3 separate regions of the Mus musculus genome follow, and regions 2 and 3 are each linked to region 1. A link is a contact called in public Hi-C and promoter capture Hi-C data. All regions are on one chromosome and are shown on one strand. Each heading gives the region's core, a stretch centred on a gene start, on an enhancer-like site or on the middle of the called end of the contact. The rest is flanking DNA. Distances are from core to core; before and after follow the strand shown. Region 1 holds the start of Bnc2 (basonuclin 2). Region 2 has its middle 53 kb from the start of Gm11415. Region 3 has its middle 55 kb from the start of 6030471H07Rik.

Region 1 (4,814 bases), core at 1,552-4,051:
GCACCCAGCGGATACCTGGGTACAATAGTGTCTCCTGTCTCCTTTCAAAGAATGGACTGTTTTGCCGTATTCCTATAGCACTTTGACACAATGGTGATAATGCTTCTGACATTCCTAGACCCATCCTTTGCCCTGACTAAGCTTATTCTTTAGCTGAAAAGTAGTAAGCATATAAGCAAAAACAAAACACAGCTTACACGAAGACAAGCACACAAAAGACAAAAGGAGAGGTAGAACGGATGGGGCAAGGAGGATTTTGCAGAGTAAACGAAGAGCTATCTTCTTTGACTCTTCAGGAGTAAAGTTGGAGATAAGGTGAAAGTGGGAAGAAAGGGACTCTGGACAGGGTAAGAGTTTAAGCAAAGAGAAGAGCCACCAAGGTCTAAGCCTAGAAAGCAGATGAGCAAATTAGAGCCAAAGAGAGTGGAGTCCAACAGAAGATTGAACAGCTGGATGGGGCACTGAGTCAGGTAGCTGCAAAGCATTAGGATATTGCAGGACACAGAGGACCCAAGGCTCTGGCCCTCCTCCTTCCTAATGCTTCAGCCCTCTAACACAGTGCCTGGTGGTGTGGTGACCCCCAACTACAAATTTATTTTTGTTGCTACTTCATACTTGTAATTTTGCTACCATTATGAATTGTAATGTAAATATCTGTGTTTTCTGGTAGTCCATAGGGTTCAAGACCCACAGGTTGAGGACCACTGACCTAAGTAAGATCTTGAGCCAGTTGTCAAAGTCACTGGAGACAAGACTATGGCTTCTGCCAATTCTGCCACCTTCTTAAAGGCTGCTCTTCAGTCCAGCCCAGACTCCATCTTTGTAATGACTGTTTAGAAAGGCAGGGGGACTTCGCTAGATACATCTGACCTCAGGTAGAGTGACTGCATGCTAACATCAAGAACAGTCAGTTCTGGAACCAATCAGAGGAATGTAAATTACAGGTTGCTTGATGTAGAAAAAAAAAGTAGCGTGGCACATGTAGGTGTGCAGCCAGAAACACACTGTGTGGATACAACTGTTTGGCAACTTGCTGGACTGTCACTTAAAAGCAGTTAAGTGTATGAATGGGTTTGTGTGGGTAATGACTCTGAAATTAGCTGCTAGCTTTTCCCAATCTTTTCGTGATGCAGGGAAACACACTGAAACTTGGCTTCTTTCTGGAAGCTGCTTGTGAGGCTCCTAGGACCTCAGAATGAACATTTGGTCACCATTATCTCTCGGGTAATCAGTTGCTACAGAATGACGTCATAGTTCTGCTTAGAGAACAAGAGAATATGCTCCACACCTTAATCAAATCATTTGACGATGAGCCTACTTTGATAACATGCATTTAAACATATTGGATAACGGTTAGATACCTAACCCGTAATTTGTCCCACAGCAACTGTCACTCATTAGAAAATTTAAGAGATAAACATGTGCCTAAAGTCTATAGTGTTTCCTGCATAGAATCGACAGATTCTGAAGTGACTACCAATCTGCTTTGCATGGGCCTAGGAGGAGTCAGGAATTTGAACCCAACTAGTACAAGGAACTGCAGGTGCTGGTGGCCCTAATGTTTAAAAAAAAAAGAAAAAAAAAAAAAGGCTGGATCCACGTGGATAAGCTAACTCACATTCTCAGGCCAGCTGTTGCTACTTGGGATCTAGTCAGCCATGGATCCTGAAAAAAAAATTAAGCTTAACCATTGTGAATATACATTAAACTTATGACGGTGTGTGTATGTGTGTGAGTGTGTCCTAAATTCCAAGTCTACATATTTTCGGAGGAATTTAATTCTGACCTCTGAATGAAATTATGAGGCTTCTCCCTCTGCTTGGGGAAAGAGAGAATGGAAGGAGGGACGAGTTACTCTTTTCAGGAAGAAACAGTAATCAAACCTGTTTTCAGCCAACCAAATCTTCCGCAGGATTCTCTGATTTCTTAGAGCTCAAGAGTGTGCTAGAAACCTGTGCTTTCCTCCCGAGACAGATAAGCAAAAAGTTTGCTCTAGCGATGATAAATCTGCACGAGGCGGAGACGGTTTTGGCACACGGTGTACATTAGAAAGATGAGGATGATTAAGTCTCCCCCCTCCCCCCCGAATCTTGCAGCCCGACTGTGTTTTGCTTCCATTTAAGAAGTGTCCTTCAACCGCTGGCGGCTGCGTGCCGAGCCTGCCGCCGGCAACCCGTGTCTTAAAGCAGGGCAACTCGGGTCGTCTGAGTGTCACCCCACACGTGTGACTGGTGTCCGTCGCGGGCGCCCGCTAGGGTGGCAGTCTCCTTCCTCTCCCCCGCCAGCTGCAGCTCCAGGCCCAGACCTAGAAGGGGAAGGAAGCCCTGGCCGCAAGCCGCCGTCTGGGCCGGCACCAAAGCCGCCGCTCCCAGAAACTTTTCGCCCCTAGCTGTGCGCAACTTTCTGCCCCGGGTCCCCGGGCGCGTCACGGTCCCCGGGCTTCCCCTGCCTTCACTCCGGCGCCGCCCAAGGCAGACCAGAGCCGGGCCGAGCAGACCGAGAGTGGGAGAAGCCCGGAGCGGAGGCGCTGCGCCGCAGTCGGAATAAAGTTCGCGCCCGGTGCTCGGCGGCGGCTCGCAGCCTTCCCTCTCCCCTCCCGGCTCCTCGCATTTTTCCCCCTTGTTGACAGCTGGGCGCTGGCCGCCACCTCCACTTCCACGCCCGCACCCCCCGGGGGGCGCCAAAGTTGTTTTTCCATCCACGGAAGAGGGGGTGTGTGTCTAGCGAGGTGGGGGTGGGGGAGGGCTAGACATCCTCCCCGAAGCCCCTAGAAAAGCTTGAGGACAACAACAAAACAGGCGGCGAACACCCTAGTCCGGACAGTTGCGCCGGGAGCAGAAACTTGTGCCGGCGCGGCCACCGGTCCCCCCCGCGCCGCCGCGCGCACCCCGCCTCGCCAGCAGCCCCCCTCCCGGACAGTCCGTTCCCTTTTTTTCTTTTCTCCCTCTGCCCGGGGAGGAGCGGGACAACTCGGAGCGCCGGCTCGAGGGAGCGAGCGCGACCCTGGGCGCGGGTGTAAATCAGTCACCTGAGCGCCGAGGGGCCGCGGCGAGGGCGCGCGCGGGCGGGTGGGGAGTGGCGCGGGCGGCGAGCGCGGCCCGGAGCGGCCGGGCGGGGGAGGGAGCAGGCCGAGCGGCGAGCTGAGGCGGCCGAGGGGCTGGTCCAGGCGCGGCCGCTAAGAGGAGACCAAGAGGCGGGGGCTGCACTTGACAACCAGCATGCCGAGATGGTAAGAAGTTTCCACCTCCTCTCCGCTTGCGTCTGCACTTGGTAGGGACAGACCCGGGCGGGACGCCCCGGGGCCGCGGCGGGCCGCGTTCTCCTCTAGCGCCGCGGCGTGAGGAGGCGGGCAGCCGGCGGCGCTCCCGAAATCCACCCCCCACTCCCCCAACTTGGCCCCAAGTTCTCGAGGCGGCTGCGGGAGGGCGAGCGGGCGGGCAGGCGGACGGGAGCGAGGGCTCCCCGCGCCTTAGGTGAGCGGCGGCCAGTCGGGGACTCTGGGGACCGGGGAGCCCTCGGGGAGGGCGCGGGACACGGGGACCCGGGATGCACGGGGCTGCCGGGACCCGCGGCAACTTTCCCAACTTGCCGGCCTGTTGAGAGCCCTGAGCGGCGGCTGGGCATGGGTGCCGGGGCGCGGCCCGCGGCCCGCGTGGGGACCGCAGCGATGCCCGCGCGGCTGCGGAGGACGCGGACGCGGCCAGTCAAATCCCGCTAGACAGACACGTGTGTGCTTTCCCGAAGTGCGGTTCTGAAGCAGCCGGCCCACTGCGCTTACACGCCGACTGGACGGTGGGATTTGAGACCTGAAAGGGGGGCAGAATTTAAAAACATATATATATATATACAGTAGTGGTGGAGCTCAGGACAAAACTAGACGGAATCTCCCGTGGGATGAGGCGAAGATTAAAACAAAACAAAACTTGTAAGTGCCAAGTGGTGGTGGAAAAGGGATGGCACAGCGCAGGGGGACTCCAGCCCAGTCCCTGGAAGGGACGGCTTCTCTGCAGCGAGGAAGCAGGCAATTAGTTCACCCAGTGATGAGCCTCACTGTCTGCTTTCGGGAAGTCATTTGTTAGAAATGGGGCTTGACCACTCTTTTTTTCTTGGAGTTCCCTACCACCCAGTGTCGCTGTTGTTAGCCCCACTTGGGGGCTCTGATACAAAGTGGGCCCTATGTACATGGGATGTATAAGAAACGGGGTGATAGCAGGTTGACATTTTTTTTTCCTCTTCCCTTCCCCCTGATGTGACATCTCTTGTTTCAGAGATCAAAGTCACAACTGGAATGTAGGAGATGGTACTGTCAAATGCAGACATACACACATACAAAATGCACCCAGGACTGCGGTTACAGTAATGCTGACAGAAATTAAAGAGGTTTTGAAAGCAGCGTGCGATTTATGATGCTTCCCATTTACCCTAGAGTCAAGCTGTTGTAAAACTGATGTACAAAAGACATCATAAAATAATCCTGTGTATCCAGGATTAAAGTGGCAGAAAGTGGCCTGTTTTATTAATTTTTATGTACTTCGTGAACATTTGTAGTTGTTGGATCCTGTGTTAATGGAGGGATCAAAACAAAGTATGAAATATATCTCCTTAGAGCTGGAGAGTTTCTTGTAACGGCATTTTACAGAACATTATTAAAGCCAGTTGCACGCCTTTTCTTCCCCTGGCTAGTATTACTATTTGTCTACAGATCTATTCCCATATACTAATCACTGAGCGGTGGCTGAGTCCATTTGTCTCCCGCTGTTTTGTATTCTGCCTGTTTAGGTGGTTTCATGCCCAGACACACATGCTTTAGGTGG
Region 2 (4,814 bases), core at 1,136-3,635, 730 kb after region 1:
CAGCAATGTTTCATTGATCAGGCAACAGGCGGGTGGAGTCCAGCATGGGGCCTCTGTTTTATAGGGATGGTGTTATTGCCCTCCGAGCTGCAGCTGACCTTACACCAAATAAACACAGCAGCCCAGTTCCTAAGTCACAGTCCCTGGTGTGGCACAGAGGCGCCTCGTGGAAACCCTTTCTTTATCTCCATTCAAAAATGGCTCTGGCCGTTCCCATGCTAATAACCCTCTCCCTACCTGCTTCCGGATCTGTCCAGTCTGTCCAAGACCTCCCTGACTGGGCCTGCATTGGCATTCCAGGGCAGGAGCAGCCACTAACATCCAAAAGAACACTAACAAAGACCCTGAAAGTGGGGGCGGGGGGCGGGGGGCTATCTATTGTTAAGAATACATTTCTGTTATTTGTTTTACACACAGCAGAATTTCACTTCAGTTAATCTCAGTTTACTTGACCATAAGCGTACATCTGAGTGCTAACACCTGTTTGGGTGAGCTTGGGAAACATGGACACAGGGGTAGCTTCATTTTTATATAGGCATGCATATGTGTGGGTGTGTCTCTGTGACTCTGTGTGTGTTTGTGTCTGTGCTCCCCCCTACCCACTTTCTGTGCTTGTTCATGTGTGGGTGAGGTGAATGAGAGAGTACCCACACGCCATAGCGCATGTAGAAATCACAGAATAACCTAGGATGTCCTTCCAACCTGGGTCTCTCTCCTTGTTTCCTGCTCTACTATGGACTCCAAGCTAGCTGCCCACACACTTCCAGGGGATTGTCCTGCCGCTGCCTCTCTCCCCACTGTAGGAGTGCCAGGATTAGGTACACCGTGCTACCCCATGCAGCATTGACACAGGTCCCTGCACTCAGAACTCCTCTCCATCTTAGATGGCAGGTGCTCTCGGTCACTGAGACATTTCTCAGTCCTTGCTTGTACTTTTTAAATGACTCAGATGTGGTAAAACAAACAAATAAATAGAATCAACTACTAAAAGTCAAATATAAAATCCACAGTCCAACTAGAAAGCAAGAGTGTTTGCTCCACCCACCCTATGGAAGTCCTGCGTACTGAATGATACTGTTCATCTTGCAGACGCCTGTAGCTGGCGTTCCCAGAGAAGACTCGTGGAGCCCTAGTCCCACCCTTTTAAGATCTGTGACTTGAGGAAAGCTGCCTTGCCTTTCATCCTTTGTGTATAAAATGGAAATATATAGTGTAGACCTGGCATGCTTCATCTCAGCAATATGAATGTTATCTCAAACAGTGGCATGTAAATGGTGTGTTCTTACTGTCCTTGAAAGTTTCAGGAACATACAGACAAAACTGGAATGATACAAAGATCCTTGCAACCCTGCACAAGATTGACATGCAAGCACACCATGTTTTTGGTAGAAGGAGGGAACCAATTCCCCACAGCTGTCCTCATTTCCATATGGGGTGAGCGCACAAACACACAATGCATTTCATGAGATAAAATCCAAGTTATTTAGTTCTGGAAATTTTTCCTTTTTCTGAAATAAATAAATAAATAAATAAATAAATAAATAAATAAATAAATAAATGTTTCCTTAGCAAAACACTGCCCAGAAAGAAGCGAACTGGCCTGCCTGCACACCCGTGGGAGAAAGTTCCATCTTAAGATGATGCAGTGATACATTGTACGGAAGCCCACAGCTTGTCCGCTGTCCAGAGAATGGAGTTGAAAACCCAAGCTTTAGAAAGTACTGTGTGTACACCATGAACACAATGAATTCAAACACTTGGGCTCACACTGGGATTGTTTTCCCAGGGTCAACCCAGCCTTAGAACTTTGTTGAGGAATTTACTTTGCTCATTACTTCAGGGAAATAAAAGACTCAGTTGAGACAATTATAACTCTATTCTGGAGGTGAGCAACCGCTCCAACCTGACCTGTGTTTCATTCCCATCCCTCCTTCGGGCTTTACCTGCAGGATCCCCCGGGAAAGCACAGCTGGGAAATGGGATCTTGGCGGGTCTATTACAAGGTCTTTCCGTGTTCTGTGTCTCAAGTTTCTGAACCTGAAACTCGTGAAATACAACTTGCAAAGCGCCTCTTTAGGCAAGAATACCACTGGAATCTTTCCTCCTCCACTACAAACTAGAGGAGTAGGCGCCATCCCCGGGGGAACCAAGCACCAGCGGTCCGCGCTTTGAAGTACATCTGGACAAGAGAAGGGCACCTCGGCCAAGCTGCGAGAGACCAGGATGTGCCAGGCTTTCACTGCCAGGGGACAGGCACAGGGGCTGAAAGATGGAGGGAGGCAGGAGGCAGGCAAGTGCTCTCACGCGGACAGTGAGGGGAGAGTGGAAGGATGTGGTCATGGGGAGAGAGGAAAGAAAGATGAATGGGGTCTGAATCAGTCATAGGCTAAAGCAAACAGGAAGGTTTTAAAGTGAGATTTGAGGAAAGGAAGTGGTTCAGAACAAGGGAGGGAGCAGGCTGGAGACATCCATCTCAGAAAAACAGCCACTCTCCTTTTTAGGATGGGCAGACTCGTGTGAATATTTCTTGGCGACACTGACAGATGGGCGGACCAAAAATAATTTTTTTTAATTTTTTTTTTTTTAAATCACAACAGACTCCAGCCTTTTCCTAGAACTTGAACCAGAAAGAATTGAGACTTTAGGTTTGAAAACATTCAGAGGCTCACTGGGGTGAAAGTCTGCTGGGCTTCTCCTAGCACAGAAGCAGGGCCACCCAGGACGAGCTCACGGGGAGGCCATGAACTCTGCTCGACACCAAGAGAGTTTCCATGGCCATCTCCCTAACGCTATGTCCAGTGGAATAGAGTGCACGGCCCAGGGAAAGCTCAATGCGTTTCAAGTGTGAAATTACCCTGATAACTCCCAGTCTGCCCAGGAGCCCCATGCAGGAGAAGACAGGGTGAACGCATGGGGCCTGGAGCCTAGAAAGAGTTCTGGTGTAAAAATGAAGAAGAATGCTGACTGACATTTTCATAGAAAACAGAGACACCAACCAACTAGGCCAAGGGCAGCTGCTCACAGTCCCACAATGCCTTCTGAGGACTCGTCTAAGATGGTTCTAGAAGACAAAAATGAATGAACAAATCCTAACAAAAAATGAATTAACCAAAATCAGCAAATCTTATATCTTTCTAGCTCTGGCAGTAAGCTCCCTTCCTACAACCCTCTCAGAAATTGCTCTCCTCAACAATATACCCCCAGGGCTTCAAGACAAAGAGGGTTTCCTTTTTCTGCTTCTTGTTTTACAGCTGTGCGAACGGAACCTCTGTGGCTCTCATTTTTCTCAACTATCAAACGGCCACAAAACGCTCTGTTCCCACTTCTATAGATACTGCCCACTTTAAACTCCTTTGCACATTCAAAGCCTGCAGTGTAAAAGGCTGTGGCGTGCAATGGTGAGAGCCATCATAGGATAATAGCAGGCAGGTTGTCTCTTCACAGTATACAACTGAGCTCAGGGATGAATAAACCTAACACTGGACCCCATTATGACTCAGTGAGTTCTTAGTCTGTGTTTACATTCTCTATTATAGAGTCTAAAGCCACTGCCACCACATTATGACAAAATGTCAAACTTTGAAATATTTAGTACTTTTTTTAAAAAAAAACTTTTTTATTTTATGTGTATGTTTTTAAAATCTGCATGCATGTGTGTGTGTCACATGTCTATAATGCCCGAAGGAGACAGAAGAAGGCATCAGATTTTTCCCTGGAACTGGAGTTACAGATGGTTGTGAGCCACTATGTAGGTACTGGGAATTGAACATGGGTCCACTGGAAGAACAGCCTGGACTCTTAGCTGCTCTTAACTCTGAATCATCTCTCCAGTGTTAATTACCAGATCTTAAATATTTAGAATGTTTTAACAGCTTTATTATCATATAATCATTGTTACTTTATTCAATTACTTTAAAACTACCTTATCAAATACAGTAGTCACTAGCCCCAAATAGCCACTTAGATTTTCATTTTTAGTTTTCTTGTTTTGTGTGTGTGTGTGTGTGTGTGTGTGTGTGTGTGTCCATGCCCGTGTGCACAGATGCCCAGGGAGGTCTGAGAGGGTATCCCTGTAGTGTAGAGTGCTGCTGATAACCAAATATAGATCCTCAGGAAGAGTAGGGGTGCTGGTGTAGAACAAGAAATGTCCCCGTTCCTCCATCACTCGTGCTACTTTCAATTGTGGCTGCTAGCAATAGATTAGACAGGCGTATTACCATCATTAAAGAAAGTTCAGTTAGGCATCAATGGTCTAAATGGTAATATACTCCCATTACAAATGCTTGGAAAATAACACACATTGGGGTAAAAGAAATACAGCTCTTAGTAACTCACTACCCAGTGGGAACCATATTAATATTTTGTCAGGTTGCTCATGGTGTTTCTCTCTCCTGTTCTGTCCTAAGTGTGCCTTGTTTGTTTGGATAGCATAGTTATAAGCTAGAGAACATCAGTATTGCGTGGTCTTCTTTTTACCTCTGAAGCAAGCAGACTTCCACGGGTAAGACTCAAGACGTGGGGTATTTCATTATCTCAGTCACATAGAGAAGATGATTTAAAAAAAAAAAAACTAAAGGTAAAATTTGTAATTCAGTTGCACTTGCCAGATTCATAATGGGACTAGAGAAATGGCTGCATCCTACAGAAGTTCCAGATTGAGTTAAAAAAAAAAATGAGGAACATGTCAGAGATGTCAGGCTAATGCTCTGGAGGGGCCCGCCTGACCTGGTAGTGGCTCTCCACTTTCTCAGCTCTTGAACTTGGAAGAAACCACATCTGTGTGTTACCTGTGTGCCATCACACACCATAGCACC
Region 3 (4,814 bases), core at 600-3,099, 680 kb after region 1:
TTTCTTAGCAAACAGCATAGTCACGCAGGCTAGAATGGCAAACTGCTACAACTGCACCAGGAACAAAGATATTTCTTGTTCACACAAACATCACCAAGTCTCCCTTCTACTGCTTACTGTTTTTGAAGCAACCTCTTGAGTCTACAAAGTTTCTACCCAAGTTTTTTAATCTACTGAAAGTAACAATCATTTGTGATCAAATAATCAGCCAGAAGTTTTTCATTAACTTGCCAGTGACAACTTATTTTACACTATTGTATATAGTACACTGTATATATGTATATGTATGTATCTGCATATATCTTATGTGAAAATAAAACTTTAATCATAACAAATGCATGACATATACAATATTATTTTGAAATTTATTCTTTGATAACAGCTCATATTGTATGACAGACTCAGCTGTCTCCTGGTACTCGGGCTTCAAAGATGTTTGAGACATAAGTTTCTGATCTTTAGAAACCTACAGATGTGCACTATTTGAAAAATTTAAATATTTTTCTAAAGAGAATTGTAAAGAGAGGGAAAATAGTTTTTTTAAAAAAAATACTAAAGGGTAATAAGCATTGTATTTTTCTTCTCAAATGGTTCAAAATAATTTTATAGATAGGTATGTATATTATAAACACACATACGCATATTTGTTAATACATGTTTATTATTTAGTAATATATGTTATTATAAACATATATGTTGGGAGAGGAAAACCAGGCAGCTGTAGTGAATTAGAAAGTGTGTGTAAAGGAGATAGAGCATTCTCTAGGAGAACCGTCACACCCCAGGAACCAAAATGGGAAATTCCTTCCCAGTTGGCCTGTGAAGTTCACTCTACCTGGACTGCACAGCAGATACCCAGGGCTTGTCAATGTTTTACGTCAGGAAACACTTAGAAAGGAAAATGCTGGCAAATGCCTGAGAGGTTGGGAACTTCTGGTGCAGAGGAGTCTCTCTGTTCCCTCATTGCAACTTTTCTGAAATTCTGGAGTGTATTCAGAATCCAACGTGCCAACAGGAAACAGTGATGTGAGCAAGTACTGAGAGGCCTGTGAACCCAGACAGACAGCCCCAGGTTCTCAGGGCTGGGTGAGAGCAGCCCAGGTCAAGTGGCAAGTCAGCCTTAACCCGGAAGCTGACATTTAACCCATGTCTGCAGCTTGTGGCGAGTGTGTACCTCAGATAAGAATGTGGCCTAATCCCGACAAGCCTCTAAGGAGGATTAAATTCCATATCATTTAATTTTATTGTTTAGCATATTTTACCATATTTTAATAAGATACAAATTGATAAGCTGTGTCTTTTCTAAAAGATGACATTCAATTCAGTAACAATCCTTTGTTACACAGGAAATCTGACTTCTAAACTGTCTAAAGAAGTGGAAGTTTTGGGGAGGCAAACTTATCTGTTTCAGAACTCAGTGTCTGTCCAAAGCTCAGTGACAGGACAGTTACTAGGCCCATGGCACAAAGGGTTGGAAATCCTTCAGGATTTGGAAGAGGGCAGGTGCTATCCTGGAAACTTTACCTTTAGCTCTGACGTATCTTGTTGAGGACACTCTCTCATGCTTTTACAAAAGGTGGCTTTTACATCCCAAAGCAGAAAACTCCTGCCTTCCAGGCAGGAAATCTGACCCTGCATTGTGAAAACGCACAGTCAGAAACCGTGCTGTGTGATAGGGCTCTGAAAGGGGCAGACTCTGGAAAAAATTGTATTTTTCTCCTCACGACAGCTGCCTTTTGTTTGGGCAAATCATTTGGGGAGAGAACAAAAAAGCAGTTGTTTGCTTAATGCCAAGCCACAAAAACACCGAGCCTTCCTGCCCTGCTCCGGCAGCAGACTCCATCTCCTAAGCATTCTTGACGGTTTGCCTATAGATTGAGGTGCTACAGAAAGCACCCACTGTCCTGAGAGCCCCCTCTCCTGGGCAGGAGCCACCTCCCTTGCCCATAACTCAATAGGATAGGAATCCAGGGAGGCCAGAGAACTGAATGCCAGGGTTGACCAAGCCAAAGAGTGGCTGTAATGGGCGGAGTAGCCTGAAAGTAATTCGTTAATGCACATGGCTGCCCTGCCTGCCAGTTGCCAGCACTCTGGGCCAGAAGAATCTGTAAAAAGAGCACGAAAGCTTGTGTTCAAAAGTTTTGGAGTTTATAACATATACAGGCTCATACACACATGCCCAGAAATACACAAGCTGCTTGTGATACATACATTTGACGCCAAGATAAATAGAGCCTTGGCCAAAATCCCTGTAAGCTAGCAGCACGCCAACGTAGCATTTCAAGTCAGAGGCCAATAGCAAAACCCAAACAGTATTTGTCCTAAACTCAGAGTCACAAGTGGGTATTGCTTTTCCTTAACAGAGTGGTTTTCTAATATCTTCACTCAGACAAGACCCTGCCTGCAGGGACCCCGGCGGCAGCTTTGCTGTTAGGTGAGTTCATTACCGTAAATCCATCCAAGGCAAGTTCCAATAACAATTACGAGGCCATCAAACCATGAAAGCCAGTGCTTGCCTTGGATTTGTGACTGATGCCCGAGAGAGGGAAAGGAGAGGTGCTAGGTTTCTACAACTGTCTGGTCTCCTGAGTTTATGAGCTCCCAGGAAAGAAGGGATGGTTTATCTGGGCCAGGGGGACAGTTGGAACATCAGACTATGGAGGGAGTAAGCACTGTGTTCCCAAGCCCTCGGAGACCTCGTGGCAGTGTGTAGGATGCTGACTGTCCTAAGGATGAGACTCTTCCTCATGCCTTCCCCTGCAGGGCTAAATGTTCTTTATACCTTCTACAACAGTGGTTCTCAGCCTGGGGTCATGGCCCCTTGGGGGGCACATATCCGATATCCTGCACATCAGATATTTACACTAAGATTCATATCAGTAGCAAAATTAGAGTTATGAAATAGCAACAACAATAATCTTATGGTTGGGGGGGTCACAACATGAGGAATATTGTTCCTCGTGAAACCTAGAAGGGCTCCTGCAGTAGGAAGGTTGAAAGCCACTGCTCTCTAAGGGCTGGGTGCAGGGAAGGATTGATACCTGTTATTACCAGAGTCTGAATACGTTCAGCTCTGACTTGATCTGACAGAATGCACTTCATTGGCCAGCCACTGGAAGATTGGTTAGGGGCAATGAGGGCAATCTTTACTAAGACATCTTCGTGCAGAATTCCCTCAAAGCCGTTGGGTCTCCATTTCATTCTCCAATCAGATCCCAGGGGACGGTGCAGTATGTTTCTCCTTTGCTGCTGCCATAGATTTGTGTTTTAATGAGTATTTATGTTTCACCTCTCTTACTGAGCTCCGTAAATCAAAGCTCTGCTTGGTTTTGATTGCCACGTGCGAATGGCTATGAGAATCCACAGCTAGAGGAGTGGATGGGTGGGTAGATACAAGGAGAGAAGAAAGGATGGAGGAGTAGATGATGGTGGACACATGAATGGGTGAATAGTAGGCCCCCTGGACCTGTCCGTCTTCACCTGATCTCACCTTCCAACATCTACACGGGTAGCATCCAACTTAAAGAAGTCCAGTCACTAGGTGTTGGTGTTGCTGAAAGCTTTTGAAGAATTGGAGCAGGAACTGCTGAGACAGGCCAAAGGAACAGCCCAGGAGGAAGCCTGGAGGGCAAGAGGCAAAGAGGGAGGAACTGAGGTGCTGGGCGTATGCAGAAAAAAAGAAAAAAAGAAAAAAAAAAAAAAACGGTCATGGCGGGGTGGGGGGGGGGGGAGGGGGGAAGGCTTTAGTGACCTGAAGGGAAACTAGAATGTTTGGCTTAGCAGCACTGAGGGGGAGGCAGCTGAGGAGGAATCAAAAGACTCCATGCCATCAGGAAGGCAAAGCTGATAGGGGCCTCTTGGAGTGGGCTGCAGGGAGGTGGGAGCTGAAAGTGGGAGGCCCGGAGGAAGAAAACGGCAGGGAAAGAATCTTAACCAGAAAAAACCCTAAGTAGCAGAGAGAGAAGGAAACAAGATGAGAGAAAAACGCTGGCCCTGAAGGCTGCTGAAGGGGTACCCAGGGTGGGAGAGCCAAAGCCACAGCGCCTTTGCCAAGGGAGGAAACCGTAGGAGACCCACCCAGCCAGAATCTTGAAGTCTCAGACTTTTTCCACCTTATGAGCTGTAAATTGATCTATTCAGTTAAAGAAACCTGGTTTTTATTGAGTAATTTCCTCTGAACGACCTCCAGTTTTGAAAATGTCCCCAACCTTCTCTGACTCTCCCTCCTCCCCTGCCCCCCTCCCGAGTCCCCACGTCAATGCTGGTAAATCACAGGGAGGAACCCCCACCGAGCCCCCCCCCCCCAACCTCATGCCCCTAAAACCGCTCCCACACGCTCTTGCTGCTTGTCAGGCTACTTGGCTATTCCAGATATGGCCCTCGGTGCTCTTGGGTGCAGAGACCCCAGAGTTGTTTGTTCTGCCAGCCAATTCCCAGCATGCCCCTTGCTGAGCTCACATCCCGGCAGCCTCTCAGGAGCCCCCAGCCACAAAAAGGATTTCTCACTGGTCCTGAGCCACGTCCTCTGCCTGGCCTCGGATATCAAGGAAATTTCTCAATTTCTCGTCTTAGCCTTCAAACCTGGCCTCTTGCAGATGAAAACAAGAGGCTATTTATGGGAAACCGCGCTCGTCTCTTGCTTTTTACATTGCGTCTTTTATGCACTATTCCTCAAAGCGTTTTCACAGACAAGTGCCATTGTCTCTCCCTTACAGATGGCACCAAAGGAAAAGAACAGAAAGTTAAGTGGTTCAGTGAAGGTCGCTGAAAATGTCAGAGCAGAGTTGAGAAAGGAGCCCAGGGCTCTCAGCTCC

Evidence for each region. Promoter capture Hi-C pulls out the DNA fragments that hold promoters and counts their contacts. Hi-C and Micro-C count contacts between places; a contact is called where the count stands out from the background.
Region 2: a Hi-C map of muscle stem cells shows a contact between it and region 1, with 4 times the contacts expected there. The contact joins the enhancer-like site here to the promoter of Bnc2 in region 1. A contact is called at or near these places in 2 of 39 promoter capture datasets (embryonic stem cells and hippocampal neurons), 1 of 15 datasets of contacts at CTCF or cohesin (the NIH/3T3 cell line), 1 of 484 Hi-C or Micro-C datasets (muscle stem cells) and 4 of 115 datasets of contacts at active chromatin or transcription factors (embryonic stem cells and forebrain).
Region 3: a contact with region 1 is called in a promoter capture Hi-C map of the 3T3-L1 cell line, with 11 times the contacts expected there. The contact joins the enhancer-like site here to the promoter of Bnc2 in region 1. A contact is called at or near these places in 11 of 39 promoter capture datasets (the 3T3-L1 cell line, 3T3-L1-derived adipocytes, cranial neural crest and 6 more), 1 of 484 Hi-C or Micro-C datasets (palatal mesenchyme), 1 of 115 datasets of contacts at active chromatin or transcription factors (astrocytes) and 3 of 9 other capture datasets (adipose tissue, embryonic stem cells and macrophages).

The regions. Positions count from the first base shown.
Region 1 is chr4:84,673,390-84,678,203 of GRCm38.p6, reverse strand. Bnc2 (basonuclin 2) reads left to right here and starts at 2,801. Exons shown (of 7, transcript NM_001369083.1): 1 at 2,801-3,229. The coding sequence starts at 3,227.
Region 2 is chr4:83,939,357-83,944,170 of GRCm38.p6, reverse strand. No RefSeq gene overlaps it. Among named protein-coding and RNA genes, the nearest start is that of Gm11415, 53 kb to the right of the region's middle. Within about 2 kb of position 2,385, at least 25 of the 459 cell types and tissues checked have an H3K27ac peak or open chromatin away from gene starts, as enhancers often do. A contact at or near this core is called in muscle stem cells, where this site is marked.
Region 3 is chr4:83,987,661-83,992,474 of GRCm38.p6, reverse strand. No RefSeq gene overlaps it. Among named protein-coding and RNA genes, the nearest start is that of 6030471H07Rik, 55 kb to the left of the region's middle. Within about 2 kb of position 1,849, at least 44 of the 459 cell types and tissues checked have an H3K27ac peak or open chromatin away from gene starts, as enhancers often do. A contact at or near this core is called in palatal mesenchyme, where this site is marked.